Linked DNA regions of Mus musculus: all the other regions are linked to region 1. Evidence: chromatin contacts called from public Hi-C, HiChIP or PLAC-seq and promoter capture Hi-C data. All regions are on one chromosome and are shown on one strand. The core of a region is the stretch at or near the end of the contact, and the rest is flanking DNA. Distances in the headings are between cores, read along the strand shown. Region 1 holds the start of Slco4a1 (solute carrier organic anion transporter family, member 4a1). Region 2 holds the start of Osbpl2 (oxysterol binding protein-like 2). Region 3 holds the start of Psma7 (proteasome subunit alpha 7). Region 4 holds the start of Mtg2 (mitochondrial ribosome associated GTPase 2). Region 5 holds the start of Bhlhe23 (basic helix-loop-helix family, member e23).

Region 1 (2,888 bases), core at 319-2,818:
ACACCCAATGAGCTACAATTAGATCATCCAGGAAGAATTTATCCAGGTAGTACCTGTTGGTCTTTCCTAGTGGGCAGGCAAGGCAAGTCTTGCACCTCATCACAGCCAACAGGTAGGTACCTTTGGCCACCAGCATAGTCCTGTCCTGGTAACTGCTGGTTCTCTGACCTGGCTTTCCTCTCTTCTTGAAGAGAGAATGGCTGGCAAATGATACAAACCTCCGGTCTCCCCTGTGTCATTTCTAGGCAAGCCAAACATCCCGGTGCCCCAGGCTGCTCCTCTGTGCAAGGGGACTTTAAAATGCTGCCTGGGACTGCTCTTATCCAAAGCCCTCTCCAAGCCAGCAAATGCCAGGCTCAGCAAACAGCGCCTGCTGTCCCCATTACCACAGCTAAGATTTATAAATAATTCGGCTAAACACCAGGTGTTCTCTTCCCTGCCGTCCACCTGCCCCAAGCTGCTTTAACAACAGCTGACTAGACAGCTACCTTGGTTTACTAAACTACAAAACAAAACAAAACAAAACAAACAAACAAACAAAAAACACTGCCCTGAAGTTGGGATAGTTCCATCACAAATGGGCAGTTTCAACACCTTGGGACAGAAACACCCCAAGGCCATGTCTGGGGGAGGCCAGCAATCCTCATCACGCTAAACTCAAGCCACTGCGCCTGGGGCCCCAAGCTATAAGGTGCGACTATGTGTCTCTATCTCATTTTTCCTACAGATGCTCACCTCTCCTGTGAAGGAGGTACCCTGCCTTGAGTTCCCGGGTTTGGAGCTAAGCGTGCCAATCAGGCAGCAAAGCGACCCGAACTCTCGTTGGCGTACACACGCGTCCGGGGGCATCGGAGAGCTGCGTGAAGGTACCGGGCCTCAGGGACCCGGGCATCCGCGCTCCTCGTAGGGACAAAGCCCGCCACTAGTGAGCAACTTCCGTGCTCCACGTTTCCCTCGGTCTTAGCAACAACCACCACAGCCACTGGATCTGTCGCTGAACAGACCCGCAGAGGCTCGCACCTGCGTATACTAGCAAACCTTTAACCTGGGCCGACAGCTCTAGCGGTCCCCCCCCCCCCCTCACGCTTTCCTGCGCCCCAAGTCCACTCCCATCTTCCCTCTCGCTCTAGCGCAGCGGCTCTGCCTTCCCCCACCCCACTGCAGACTTGCAGCTTCCCTCATGTGCAGTGAGAAGGGGTGAATTCTGCATCCGGCTCCCTTGAGCCCACTCTGTCCCCGCATTGGTTCCCCGGGATGTGTCTTCAGACAACGCACCCGGGGCTCCGCCGCGCTTTAGTCCAGCCTCCGCAAACACCTGCCGCGCTCCTGACGTCAGCAGGTCGGAGTCTGGCATACCTAGGAGGCATCTAGTACGGAGCCAGACCCTGTCCCCATCCTGGTCCGAGACCTCAAAGCAGTCCAGATCCCAGAGCACTCACCTTCCCACGAACCCGGCTGCCGCGCTGCGCCCTGCGCTCTGGACTACGCGCGCAGCCCACTCCCGCTTCATTCATCGCCCAAGCCGCTCCCGCAGGGATGGGGGTAGTGGCCTCACCACCGCCACCAATGGCAGCGAGGCTCGGGCGGGCCGGGGCCAGAGGTGACAGTAGCGAGGGCGCGCCGGGGCGGGGCCGAGCGGAGGGGCGGAACTTGGGCGGGTCAGGGACAGCACAGAGAGCGGGACTTAGCTAGTGCTTTGCACGCGGTGATTTCTTTCTGTTGGGGGACACTCTGGAGGTTGCAGGCTAGGAAAATATGGCTCAAGTCTCACTGCGTCGTAGATGCCACCTGCTCAAGCGTGGAACCGAGGCGTTGGAGGGCGCGAGTAGCGATCCCCTCAGGCGTGGGGTACAGCTCCAGCCCGGCAAAGGGATCTCTCCACTCTCTGCTCAGGTCAACCAGTGAGTTCAGTGCAACGGGGCGCTGGGCCAAACCACACCCTCACCGGAGGAGCCCACAGGGTTCCAGTTCCGGGTACTCTTGACCTGAGATGGAGAGAGAATATACCAGTCACCTTCAAATTGAGGCGTTCTCTGCTGTGCGACCTTGAACATATTTCTGAACCCCTCTGGGCCAGTTTTCGCATCTGTAAAACTAAGATAATTAGCCATACGAGTGTGATGGCTACTGCTTGTAAGCCTGTGGGTATTCGGAAGGCTGGGGCAGAAGAAGGGTCCCACTTTCATAGTTCTAGGCCAGCCTGGGCTACAAAAGAAACCCAGTCTCAGAAAATCAAGCAAACAACCTTTTTTATTTTTTATTTTTCTTTTTTTTTTTAATTTTATGATTCCAACACATCACTGAAGGAAATGGAAAACAGTAGCTGGTCTGAATTTAGCCAAGTAACAGCCGACAGCCACTAGCCATTAACATCATACCACTGACAATCAACAGCCGATGGCAGAAACTCTCCATATATGTCTCCCTTTGGGGTGTATTACATTTAATTGAAAATACATGTGAGCCAGGTGTGGCGATGTTCACCGATAATCCTATACATACATGGGGCTGATGCAGGAGAATCTTTAGTGGGAGAGCCACACTGGGCTACCTAATAAAATCCTGTCTGGATTTAAAAATAAAAATAAAACAAAACAAAACCAAGAACAACAACCAAAGCAAAACAATAGAAACAAAATAACCTTCCCCAACTCTCCAAGGCATCCAGAGTTTATAATCTGGACAGGGGAAGTAAAGGCAGAAGGAATCAGAGTCTGTGATCAGCTTGGGCTACACAAAAGTAAAGTTAGTGTGGACCCTGCTGTCAGCTCATGAGGACATCACTAGTCACAGGGTGCCTGGGGACAGACCCTCCATGCAGCCTCGGGAGCTAAGGCAGGGCTCTTCCTTTATGTCTAGAGAAGAGACTGGCTGCTGAGCTTAGTTCT
Region 2 (2,855 bases), core at 224-2,723, 340 kb after region 1:
GAGAGCAGAGGAACTACTAGGGGATTGGAGGAAATGATGTAATTATATTACAATATCAAAAAGTAAAGCTGGGGATAAAGAGGCTGCTTTCTTATCTCAACGGGCATAAGGCCATGCTCATCCTTACCAACAACAAAAAAAAAAAAAAAAAAAAAAAGAGAGAGAGAAAAAGGAAGTCTGGGTTTCGGTACCTTTGTTACTTAATTTGCTACTAGGTGCTCTGAAGTAAGCTACTTGAGCTCTCTTTTCCTTGGGAATAAAGGTAATGTTAGTGACTGCTGTAAGACTCATGCTTCTAATGATCTAGAGCAAATAATTGCTCAAAATTAGCGTCCCCTGAGATAAGAGTTGTTATTACCAGACAGTACCTGGGGCAAACAGGAAGGTAGATTCTATGGAGGACATGCAGCCACCCATTTCCTCATTGTCACCCTTTAGTTGGCACCATCAGAGGCAATGGGAGGCGACGGACAATGTGTCCACTCAAATGTTCCTGTTTCCTTACTCACATCAGTGAACTAACACTTTGGAGCACCTGTTGCTTGTCAGAGCCCACTGCAGACGACTGACCCATATGTATCTCTTACTGGTACACCAGATGTCACATGCCACAAGCAAGAAGTGAAGGTGGGAGAGATGACAGGTGACAGTTAGCAGGGTCCAGGCTCTCTGCAGAAAGGGTCAGCAGTTCCCCATCCCTGAGGCTCCCACTCAGGAGCTGTCCCATCAACATCTCTGACAATATGGAGCCTAGCCTACACGAAGGCCTCCTCCGAGTGTGTGCAGAGCCCCACAGAACCACTGATCCAGATGTGCAAAGGCCGACCCACAAGAACATAACTCAAAAGCTTGTCCAACTCTCAAGACTGAGGCGCCCCACTCGGCCGCAGCGTCTCGGAGGAGCAAGGGGGACAGAGCGCCGCCGCCGGTGCCTCCGCCTCCACGCGGGGCCCACCAACCGCACTCAGCGCGGACAGCCCTGGCTGCCTCGCTGGTGCAGGTCTGAAGGCGCGCTCCGACTCTGCTGTGGAGACATAGGCCCTCGGACCTGAGGCCACGCGGGCACCAAGTTCCCCGCGCGCCCCGAGGGGATGCGCGGCTCGCCCAGCAAAGGGAGAACGCCGGAGTCCCTCGCGTGCGACCGCGGACCTCGCTGGAGCCCCACGGGGCCCCGTCCCTCCCGCGGTCGTCCACACTCCCGGCGGCCTAGCGCCGCGACTCTCCAGCCCGAGCCCAGCCGCGGCCTAGGTGGCAAATGGGCCTCCCCGAGACCCGTCCCCGCGCGCCCGCCCCGCTGCAGCCCACTCACCCGAACGCGGTCCCCGCGGAGTCGCCGACCCCACGGCCGCCCCGCCCCCGACCGCAGCCGGCAACCCTCTGACACCCAAGCGGAAGTGCGGCCCGCGCCTCTCCGACCTACAGCCCGCCGTGCTGCTCGCCGCTCGCCGCGCCCCGCGCCGTCCGTCAGCCGCCGCCTGGCCAATCAACGCTCGGCCCGCAGGCCGCGCCGGGGGCGGAACCATGCCGATCACGTTCTCCGGACAGCTTCTCCCTCGGCCCTATCATAATCCGGCTCACACGGGGGAGTGGCGGCGCGCCCAGCCAATCACCCCTTGGAGAAGGTGGGTTTATGCAGATACTGGAGCTAGAAGGAAGGGGAGGCAGGAGGAAGGGGAGTGACCTTGGGAGAGGCTAGTTTACAAACAGTGAGTCAGGTGGCTGGGCGTGAACGATCCCAGGCTGGCGCTGGGCTAGACCCACCCTTTGGCTCCCGACCCCGCAGACGCTTCTCACGGTTGCTGGGGTATGAACAAATGGCAAATGTGGCCGCCGGCCTTTGCGCGCCAATCGTGACTTAACATACCCTGGGGCCAGTTTACCCCTCCAGTGGCCTCCCTGGCCGGTTCATCCTGTTTAACACCCTTAGGCGCCCTGTGGTCTGCAGTGGCTCCTGGTTAAACTCAGAATCTCTGGGGACACGCCTGCAGCCTGTTTGGCCTCAGAAAAGCTATCTGACCTCTCTGAACACTCAGTTTTCTCTGTAGCCAGGGTTCCCCAGCCTCCTCATCACATTGGAATGTGGGGTCTGGTTTGAGAAAGGTGAAGTGACATGAATCAAGATGGCTACTGACTTGCATAGGACTTTGCAGGGCACAGGAATTGCAAAGGTATGGGACTTGTGGTCCGATCCTAGCCAGGAGGTTCAGCTCAGTGTCAAACCTGAGGGAAGCAAGTTAGATGTCTCTTGTCTTTCACAAACCTACCCAGAAGCAAGTGAGGTGAGGGCCGCTATAGGTCGTTTGAAAGCAGGAAACCAAGGAGGAACCAAGTCCCCCAGGTCATCCAGGGCCAGCTGCACCTGACATCAGTCCAAGGCTTTCCAGTTACTTGAGTAATTACTTGGGTTTTTTGCTAAGCCAGTCTGAGGCTTTAGCAAAGGGGTTCTAAATGCCCCCCATGAACCTTCTTCAGCACATAATGAAGGATTCTTCTCCAAGGCCACACTTCTTCCTCCAGTAAGGTGGTGCTCACACTCACACACAGGTCCGTGTCGTGTCCCGTCCCCCCCCCCCCCCGCCTCTGTGGCCCACTCTGCAGATACTCAAGTCCTCTGCAAACACGGAGTGGCCCAGCAGACCCTGTCTGCCTCTCTAGCTCCCACCCCAGGGACAGCCTGGCTTTCTGGTGGCCCCTTCTCACTGGCGCAGGAGAGACGTGCTGGGACTGGAAAAGAGCCCCCTGCACGCTCAGCTCCTAAAGAGAGAGACAGAGGGAGGCGGGCCAGGCTTCCGAAACAAAGGCGTTGCCATGGTTACCTCTGAAGAAAGCAACTCCAGCCCGCTGAGGGCTGATGG
Region 3 (2,700 bases), core at 112-2,611, 410 kb after region 1:
ATCTCCCCTGCTAACTAGGACTTGCCAACAGTGATAACCATTATGTTCCTAAGGAGGATAGCAAGGGTGATCTGGGAAACAGGCGACAAGCGAAGAAAATCCCCACAAGCCTCTGAGGGAGTAGAGAGGCCAATTTCCTTTGGGAACTAACTGGCTCAAAAGAATTCAAGAATTCTGTAAAAGGAACCAGAATTAGGAAAAGCCATCGCGTAAGAAAGATGCCTGGAACCGCGAAGGCAAACAGTAAGAAGCTAAAGTGTCCAAGCCAAAACTTAAAGCTTCCTTTTGTTAAAGACGTCCACACACCCACGCAAACGCCTTCTCTGAGAAACTGGCCCAAACTAAAGGATGAAACTGAGAGACTGCAGGACAAACCTGCGGTGTCTGAAGCCAGGGTGCAGAAGGCGAGGCTCGCGGATACCCAGTGGCCCGAGCGGGGGCGGGGCTGCGCTAGCCTCAAGTCCGCCGCGTGCAGCAAGCTCTGGACAGCGGTGCGGGCTCTGGAAATGGCACGCACACTTTGGATGCGTTCCTTTGTGCAGGGCACCGCAGTACCTCACAAGAGCGGCCAGCTCGCCGCAGCGGCGCGCCTCCAGGCTGCCTGCTCCCCCTTCTCCACTCGCCAAGCATCGCGCAAAGGCGCGCGACCGTCGCTACCACGGCTGTCAGCAGAGCGCGACAAGCCCCCGCCCCGGCTGGAGGGGCCGCGGGCCCTGGCGTCTCGCTCTGTTGCGTCTGCTGCCTGGGGCGCTCTGGGAGAAGAACGCGCAACGCGCTCCGGGGTCCCCACCCCCTGCGGCCGCCGGGCCCCCGCTGCCAGTGCCTCCAGCAAAGTTGGCGCAGGCTTTCCTGGGGGCGCGGGGAGCCGCCGTCAGGGCTCCGTGCGGCGGGCTGTGCCCCGGCTTTGTTCGTGCCCCGCGCCCACCCGCACTCTGTACCCCCTCGGCCATGCCCACCTTCTGGATGGTCTGCTGAGTGACCTCCCCTTTGCCTCTCGGCCGCGCCGACGCGAAGGCCACGGACATGGTGGTGGCGCGGACTCAGCCCGTGATCATTGGGGTTTATTCTCCGGCTGCGCCCCGCGGCCCGAGGTGCCCATTCTCCGCAGAGCGGGGGCGGGGACACGGGGGGCGCGGTGCCGTGGGCTCGCCCGCCTGCCTGTCGCCAATGCGCGCTCGAGTCCCCCGCGTCCCCACGCCTTACGCGACTGCCTCCCAGGTCAGGATACCGCGCGGAGGCCCCCTGCACCCGGCCTGCGCTCTTCGTCCAGCCGGTAGCCGGTACACCGCCCCCTGTGCTGAGCTTCGGTGGTTCCGCCCGCCCTGCCCCGCCCCGCCGTGCCGCACGTCCCCCTGACGCCAGACGCCAGCAGCGTGGCCCGGGAGGGCGGGGCGCTGACGGTGAGTGTGCGCTTTTGAGCGGCGGCGGCCCGAGCTAGTGCGTCCGCAGTGATGAGCTACGACCGCGCCATCACCGTCTTCTCGCCCGACGGCCACCTCTTCCAAGTGGAGTACGCGCAGGAGGCGGTCAAAAAGGGCTCCACCGCGGTGAGCCGGCCCGGGGCCTGAGCGACGGGGTGCAAAAGGAAGCGGGGCACGCAGACCTGGGCGCGGGGGCCGCGCTATCTGCTGGCGGCGGGTGGACCAGGAGGTGACGGGAGCTGAATGGTGACGACGTAGGAAGGGCACCAGGTCGCGGGGACCGCGCCGCGCTTCCCGGAGAGCCGGGCGATTTTTTCTGGCTTCCCCACTGCGGAGCATCTAGGCGAGCGCATCCCCGGGGCTGGGCCGGGGCCATCTTGGTGCTGTGCGCGCGGCGCGGACGGCGGAGGCCGCAGGTGCGCGCGGGCGGCGGGAGGCTGGCTGTAGCCGGCGCCGGCGGGGACTTGGGGATCTGCGAGCTAGGCCCAGGTGGGCGTTGTGAACAAAGGGCGATTCGTCGGCCCTGCGATGGTGACAGGCTGCTTCCGGGTCCGCATGCGCCACCGACGCCGTGTTCTGGTTCCGGTGGGCCCTTCTCACCGCGCCCCAGTTTTGTTCAGTCCTTAGCACTGTTTGGAAAAGGACTCCCCACACCTGTAAGCGCCAGCAGTGAGACAGTTTTAGTTTTGGTTTTTGTTTTTCCCGAGTCACCGGATCTTCCGGAACACACGTGGTTCCGAGTCTTGAAACGCTTACATTTCCCAGGTATTTTATCTCCTTGAAACTAAAACCCCAAAGCTTTTGGTGACCCAATCCACCCAAGAACTCTGGAATGACAGGGCTTGGAAGTGCAGGCCTGTATAATCCTGGCATTTAGAAGGTTGAGGCTCGAAAAATCTCACAAGTACAAAGCCAGCCTGGGCTTCTAAATCTAGAGACCCTAAAGACTTCTAAAACTATAAAGACTCTTTGTGGTTGTGTGTGTGCATTATTAATTTATTATTTTAAAAGTTATTTTTATGTGCGTTTGGCCGTTTGTCTATATGTATATATCTGTGTGAGAGTGTCAGATTCCCTGGAACTAGAGTTGCCATATGGGTGCTGGGAATTGAACCTGGGGTCCTGTGGAAGAGCAGCCGCTGAGCCATCACTCCAAACCCAAGAGATACAGCTAGTGAGAAACCGTCTAACAAAAGAAAAACCTGTGAGGCCAGTGAGGTGGCTCCCTGCACTGCACCTGGTGACATGCCTGGAATCCCAGTCTGGGAGGCAGAGGCAG
Region 4 (2,871 bases), core at 141-2,640, 390 kb after region 1:
GTGTAGCTCAGTTGGTAGAATGCCTACCGACCTAGCATGCACAAAGCCCTGGGGTTGACCCCTGGAATCACATAATCCAGGCATGCCACCACTTACTCAGGAGGTGGAGGTAGGAAGGTCAGAAGTTCAAGGTCATCTTCTACTACTTAGCAAGTTCAAGGCCAGCCAGGGAGCCAGACACATGCAAACCTGTCTTAAAAAAAGAGAAAGGGGGAAAAAAAAAAGCATTCTTGAGGAATGTTTTCATTTCTTCAGTGTTATTCTTTTATAGGCTAAGCACAATTGGTTAACAGTATTCACAGTTAACTAACTTAATTCTAAGCATTCCATTTTCACTTTGCTACCGGATATTAAATCCCACGCGGGCATTACTGTTTCTGCTACATACTTTTACACTTCATTACATATGTTTGTGATCTACTTCGTTCTTCATGTGGAAAACATTTAGAAACTGGAGTATCATTTTGTCACCTGACAACTCACATTACATGGTTTTTACTTAATTATATGCCATTCACGGGGGTGGGGGTAAGTGTTCCTGCTGTGTGCGGTGGCAGATGCACTCCGGAAGCCAGACAGGCATCTGGGTGCCAGGCCAGCAAGGGAGAGCCTGTCTCAAAAACAAAATAAAGCACGCGTTCAACAACGCTGCTGTCTGGGTGCCTGCCCTATGGGGCCTTGTGGGACAGACTGACTGGAGGGACAGCTGCCACCTCCCACCCAATCCCCGACCCAGCACTCAAGGTCCCAGACTGGTTCACATGCAGGCAGGGAAACCTCCCGACAGCTCCGAAACTGTTCCATGCTGGTCCTTTAGATTTCTGAGTAGGAACAAGGCCATTTGCTCGCACCCCAGGCGCATCTCTACCGATCCTTAGTGTGCAGAATGCTTCTTTACCTCATCTTTAAAAGAATGCCTCTACAAAGCCGCGGAGGCGGGGACTCAGGAAGACTCAACTGCCCATAGTTAGGCGACACACTGCGGCGCCTGCATCTTAACAGGTGAGCCTCTACCCTAGTAGCGCATCCATAAAGGCTTTCCAAAAGAGCTGGGCAAGGGGACGTTTCTGCCATTGTTTTCTGTTCATGGTCTCACTATGTGGCCTAGGCGGGCCTCGAACTCCTAGAAATCCACCTGTCTCATCTGGGAAGCTGCGCTTACAAGCGTGCGCCATCACGCTCAAGCTAAGGCGAGAGCGAGTCTTTCAGAAACCAACTTTACGGCGATCAGGCCGGACGGGCTCTCCTCATTAGAGCCACCGCACACAGAGAGAGATCCCGCCCAGTCATCCCGCCCGCCGCCTGCCGCCGGAGAACGCACACCCGTGCAATGCCGCCCGCACCCACCCGCTCCCGACAGCTCCCACCTCCGCTCGCTCGACTGGTTCCGGGTCGGGCTCTGGCCGCGCACGCGCAGTGCAGCAGCAAACCGGAAGGCGAGGCACCGCCCCCCGAATCCCGTGGTCTCTGTGGCTCCAAAGCCAAAGTCTGGGCACCAAGGAAGCTGAGCAGAAGGATCGCCGTGAATTCCTGCCCAGCCTGAGACACACAGTGATCCTGTCTCACAAAACCAGGAAAAAGCCAGGTGCCGGGTCGCACGCTTTTAATTCCAGTCTCGGGAAAAAGAGGCCGGGAATGTCTGAGAGTCACATAGGTTTGTACAGTGCGCCTCCGTCTAACCAACCAACCAAACAAGGGTGAAAATGATAGGGTGTTTAAAAACTGTACTTCGTTCACAAATAACAAGACAGACGTAACATGCTCAATAAACAGAAATGAGGTAATGGCTAAAAAAGTGTTTTAATGGAAATGGAAAGTCTTCCTCTTTTTACAAGTTTGAACGGACACTCAGTCACTGAAGCCCACGTCTGAGAACAGGTACAACAGGAAAGGAAAACACCTCCTTTCTGGGCCAGGCCTGTGTCTGCCCAGTGCCTCTGCGGACATCTCCCATCTCCCACTGTGCTATATGCTAAGTCTGCAGAGATGTCCATCCACCCATAGCCCCTGACAAGCGCAGCGCGTAGTGGTCAGCACATCTGAAAACCCCAGTCCTCAGTGGTCAAGTTCACCAAGTATTGAACGGATGCTGGGAAACAGGAGGAAGAATGAGCAGCGATTTCCAAATCTCCCTTTGCATCTTTTCTGGCCTTCAGTAGGAGGAACCATTGAAAACAAAACACAGTCAACCACACCTGCACGAAGGGTTCATTTCAGCCTAGGACTTTTCAAACATTCATGTTACAGAAGAAAAGCTATAATACAGGCAATGAAAAAGACTGGCATCACTTTCCCCCACAAAATTACATAAAAATCAATAAAACATTAAATAAACAATATTAATCATTAAATATATTAACACCAAAATCAGGTATAAATTAGGAAATAAATGTACAAACTATTTCACAAAGTGCTTTTAAAAATATATACACAACATTCAAGAAATTCTTAATGTAAGACATTTCAAATTGAACTTTTGGGGTGATACATATTTTAAGTGTTCTTTTCTTTCAAAAAGTATTAACACACACTAACACAGCACTTTACATATACACACACACATACACACTAATACAGCACTTTAACATACACACATATATATACACACATACACACACATACATACACACACACACACACACACACACGTACACACTTGCACATGTATGCATACATAAAAGGCATATTCCCAGATTGGCAAGGAATAAAAACCATTTCACAGTTACTTAAAATGTTTCGACATTTTCAATGGGATATTTAGCCCCCAAGTGAGCTTGTAGGCTAGTTTTATAAAAATTGCCAGAAAGGGAAGGAGCTAAAGAGATGATGAGTCCCTAAAATCAAGTTGCTAATACTTCTGCCATGTAGCGA
Region 5 (2,831 bases), core at 8-2,507, 320 kb before region 1:
TGCATACTGGTGATGACATAGAGTTCCTGGAACCTTCCAGAAAACACATGGCTCTCACCGACACTCACTTCACAAGTGTGCCTCTAGCATCTATGCGCTCTTAGAGAGTGCCCAACAACTGAATAATTTCTTTTTCTGGTGAAACTCAGAACAGAGTTGGAAGCCAGGGAGACCCCATCTCTTACCATATTGAAGAGAATCGACCTCTTGCTGAAACCACAGAGCCCTAACAAGTTCATACCTTGGAGGACTTCTCAAAAAGCACCAAGCCCCTCAGCAGCCTTCATGTTTGGGGCTTTAGTTGACAAATATGAAGGGCCAGCCTGCAGCCTGCAGCTCCTCATGTTCTTTAGGTAGAAAGGGAGCCTTCAGCACTAGGTGGTACCAGAAACTCAACCTGCTCTGCCTTTCCTAACCTCAGAGAGTTTGAGTCTCCAATAAGGCAGAGACTTTGGCTTCGTGGCTCCCATACTAGGAAAGATGAGCCAGCCCCTAGCACAGCCCCTGCTCCTGAGTGTGTAACAACATAGGAACCAGACACTCAGGACCAGCCGGAGCACAGGAAGCACCAGGCTCTAGATTATCTGTTGTGTGGGGAGGGGTCTGGGCTGAGACTGAAGCCTGGGCAGGTGAAGTCAACCCCAGTTCCTCACTTACAAGAAGGAACCTGGACACTTCTACAGCGACCTCTGCTCAGCCCTCACTCCCCAGCCAAAACAGAAAATCCATCATACTCTTCCCCCCAGGACAAGACTGGGAATCCTTCACCTCAGAAGTCGAGGGAAACGTCTGTCTGTCCTAAGCAAAAGGTTTCATCCCAAACGCGGGAGCCACACTGGAATACACCTGTCAGGAGAACTTTGTGTTGAGGCGACAGACAGAAGGGACCGACGACCTGCCGCCTACAGGAAGATGATTTGATTTGGTTCAACTCGCAAGGATACGGAGACCTGGAGGAGAACCCAGCTGGGAGCTCCCGCTCAGCGCGCAGCTCCTGCGGATGGGGTCTCAGAACAAGGCAAGACTGGAGCTTTGGGAAAGTGACCCCGTAGGAAACAAGAAATGGCAGTTGAGGGGCCAAGAAGCAGGCAAAGCGCCCTCAGGTTCCGCGGCTCCCATCTTCAGGCCCGTGGGTCCGCATAGAGGGTGGAGCGGGGCTGGGAAGATGCCGGCAGCAGGTCCCCTCTGATTGGACGGCGTGAAGTCCCATCGGGAGCCTCAGCAGCTTAAAAACGAAGCCAATACGAGTGGGAGGTAGAGCGGCCCCGGCCGGCCACGCGCCTTGGTGAGAAGGCGCAGGAAGGGTGGCCGGCCGGAGAGGCCACGCGCAGGCCCGGGGACTGACAGACAGCTGGACAGGTGGACGCGCCCGCAGGGCAAGAAGCCATACTGCCGTAGCGGGCTCCAGAGGTCATGGCCGAGCTCAAGTCGCTGTCGGGGGACTCGTACCTGGCGCTGAGCCACAGCTACACGGCGACCGGCCACGCCTACGCTGCAGCGCGCGGACCGGAGACCACACGCGGCTTCGGTGCATCGGGTCCGGGTGGCGACCTCCCGGCGGCTCCCGCTTCTCGTGTCCCCGCCGCGACGGTGGAGAGCAGCGGCGAGCAGAGCGGCGACGAGGACGAAGCCTTCGAGAGGCGGCGGCGGCGGCGAGGGTCCGGGGTTGCGGTTGACGCACGGCGGCGGCCCCGGGAGCAGCGCTCGCTGAGGCTCAGCATCAACGCGCGCGAACGGCGACGCATGCATGACCTGAACGACGCGCTGGACGGACTGCGCGCAGTCATCCCCTACGCGCACAGCCCGTCGGTGCGCAAGCTCTCCAAGATAGCCACACTTCTGCTGGCCAAAAACTACATCCTCATGCAGGCGCAGGCCCTGGAGGAGATGCGGCGCTTGGTAGCATACCTCAACCAAGGCCAGGGCCTCGCGGCGCCGGTGGCCGCCGCGCCTCTAACGCCCTTTGGCCAGGCAGCGATTTACCCGTTCTCGGCGGGCACCGCGCTCGGGCCCTGCCCAGACAAGTGTGCCACCTTCTCAGGATCGCCCTCGGCGCTTTGCAAACACTGCGGCGAGAAGCCCTGAGGGCTCCGATCCCCTCTGCAGCCGCCTTTCTATTTAGACTGTTCCCTGTCCTCGCTGGCGGGACTCTATGAGAAAGCCCAGTACTCCGCTTACAGAACTGTTGGGTGCAGAATGAGAAGTCCGTCTGAGAAAGCCAGAGAGTTGGCGCTGGACTCTAGACCCTGCCGCATCCACTGAACTATCTCAGCTAAAAGGCTACGGGAGTGAGCAGTTAGTGAATGGTCCCACATCTGACAGGTGACTGCCCAAGGCTCAGGAGCGCAGGCACAGAGCATCGCGCTTGACCACATCCTAGCGTTGGATGGGGAACCCAGCCCCTTCTAAGCCAACTTGCAGGGCCTTGCTTGCTTCAACTAGACCTGTTCCTCAGGACGGGTGCGGCCCCTCACCTCGGGCCTCTGTTGGCTCCAAGACTCCAGACCCGGCCTAAAAGCAAAATTACGCCGAGGTCCTTTGGAGAGGTCGTGGAGGCAGACGCAGGAAGATCCCAGGAGGTGAGCTTTACAACGTTTTCCAAGTCTGAGCTTGTTCTGTTAACATTCTTGCCTGCCCAGAGGCTCAGGAAATTCAAGCCAGCCTCAAAAGTCTGTGGAAACATCTCTAAATAAGCCTGGAGCGCCACCGCCGGCCTCCTGTGGGCTGAGCTGGGTTTCACTTCTTTCTACTTGTCCCAAGGGGACTGGTGGAGCCCTCACAACCTGCTCAGGGCTACTTGACCCTGGAGGGTCAGCCGAAGAGTCTAGTCT

Evidence for each region. Promoter capture Hi-C pulls out the DNA fragments that hold promoters and counts their contacts. Hi-C and Micro-C count contacts between places; a contact is called where the count stands out from the background. HiChIP or PLAC-seq counts read pairs in DNA pulled down with a chosen protein or histone mark.
Region 2: a Hi-C map of CD8 T cells shows a contact between it and region 1, with 6 times the contacts expected there. The contact joins the promoter of Osbpl2 here to the promoter of Slco4a1 in region 1. A contact is called at or near these places in 4 of 484 Hi-C or Micro-C datasets (CD4 T cells, CD8 T cells and embryonic stem cells), 1 of 115 datasets of contacts at active chromatin or transcription factors (pancreatic cancer cells) and 2 of 9 other capture datasets (adipose tissue and liver).
Region 3: a promoter capture Hi-C map of pre-B cells shows a contact between it and region 1, with 2.4 times the contacts expected there. The contact joins the promoter of Psma7 here to the promoter of Slco4a1 in region 1. A contact is called at or near these places in 2 of 39 promoter capture datasets (the C10 cell line and pre-B cells), 1 of 484 Hi-C or Micro-C datasets (embryonic stem cells) and 3 of 115 datasets of contacts at active chromatin or transcription factors (effector CD8 T cells, embryonic stem cells and pancreatic cancer cells).
Region 4: an HNF4G HiChIP or PLAC-seq map of pancreatic cancer cells shows a contact between it and region 1. The contact joins the promoter of Mtg2 here to the promoter of Slco4a1 in region 1. A contact is called at or near these places in 1 of 39 promoter capture datasets (stem cell-derived epiblast-like cells) and 1 of 115 datasets of contacts at active chromatin or transcription factors (pancreatic cancer cells).
Region 5: a contact with region 1 is called in an H3K4me3 HiChIP or PLAC-seq map of embryonic stem cells, with 5 times the contacts expected there. The contact joins the promoter of Bhlhe23 here to the promoter of Slco4a1 in region 1. A contact is called at or near these places in 17 of 39 promoter capture datasets (the 3T3-L1 cell line, 3T3-L1-derived adipocytes, the HPC-7 cell line and 10 more), 18 of 484 Hi-C or Micro-C datasets (the G1E-ER4 cell line, cerebellar granule neurons, cerebral cortex and 7 more), 16 of 115 datasets of contacts at active chromatin or transcription factors (differentiating embryonic stem cells, embryonic basal ganglia, embryonic hindbrain and 8 more) and 1 of 9 other capture datasets (adipose tissue).

The regions. Positions count from the first base shown.
Region 1 is chr2:180,454,925-180,457,812 of GRCm38.p6, reverse strand. It overlaps Slco4a1 (solute carrier organic anion transporter family, member 4a1), which reads right to left and starts at 1,568. Exons shown (of 12, transcript NM_001355218.1): 1 at 1,440-1,568.
Region 2 is chr2:180,117,924-180,120,778 of GRCm38.p6, reverse strand. Osbpl2 (oxysterol binding protein-like 2) reads right to left here and starts at 1,473. Exons shown (of 14, transcript NM_144500.4): 1 at 1,310-1,473.
Region 3 is chr2:180,041,125-180,043,824 of GRCm38.p6, reverse strand. Psma7 (proteasome subunit alpha 7) reads left to right here and starts at 1,361. Exons shown (of 7, transcript NM_011969.2): 1 at 1,361-1,547. The coding sequence starts at 1,452. Ss18l1 (SS18, nBAF chromatin remodeling complex subunit like 1) reads right to left here and starts at 1,342. Exons shown (of 11, transcript NM_178750.5): 1 at 957-1,342. The coding sequence starts at 1,025.
Region 4 is chr2:180,069,112-180,071,982 of GRCm38.p6, reverse strand. It overlaps Mtg2 (mitochondrial ribosome associated GTPase 2), which reads right to left and starts at 1,390. Exons shown (of 10, transcript NM_181424.3): 1 at 1,368-1,390; 2 at 97-189. It overlaps Ss18l1 (SS18, nBAF chromatin remodeling complex subunit like 1), which reads right to left. Exons shown (of 11, transcript NM_178750.5): 11 at 1,782-2,871.
Region 5 is chr2:180,775,326-180,778,156 of GRCm38.p6, reverse strand. It overlaps Bhlhe23 (basic helix-loop-helix family, member e23), which reads left to right and starts at 1,257. Exons shown (of 1, transcript NM_080641.5): 1 at 1,257-2,831. The coding sequence starts at 1,414. The coding sequence ends at 2,085.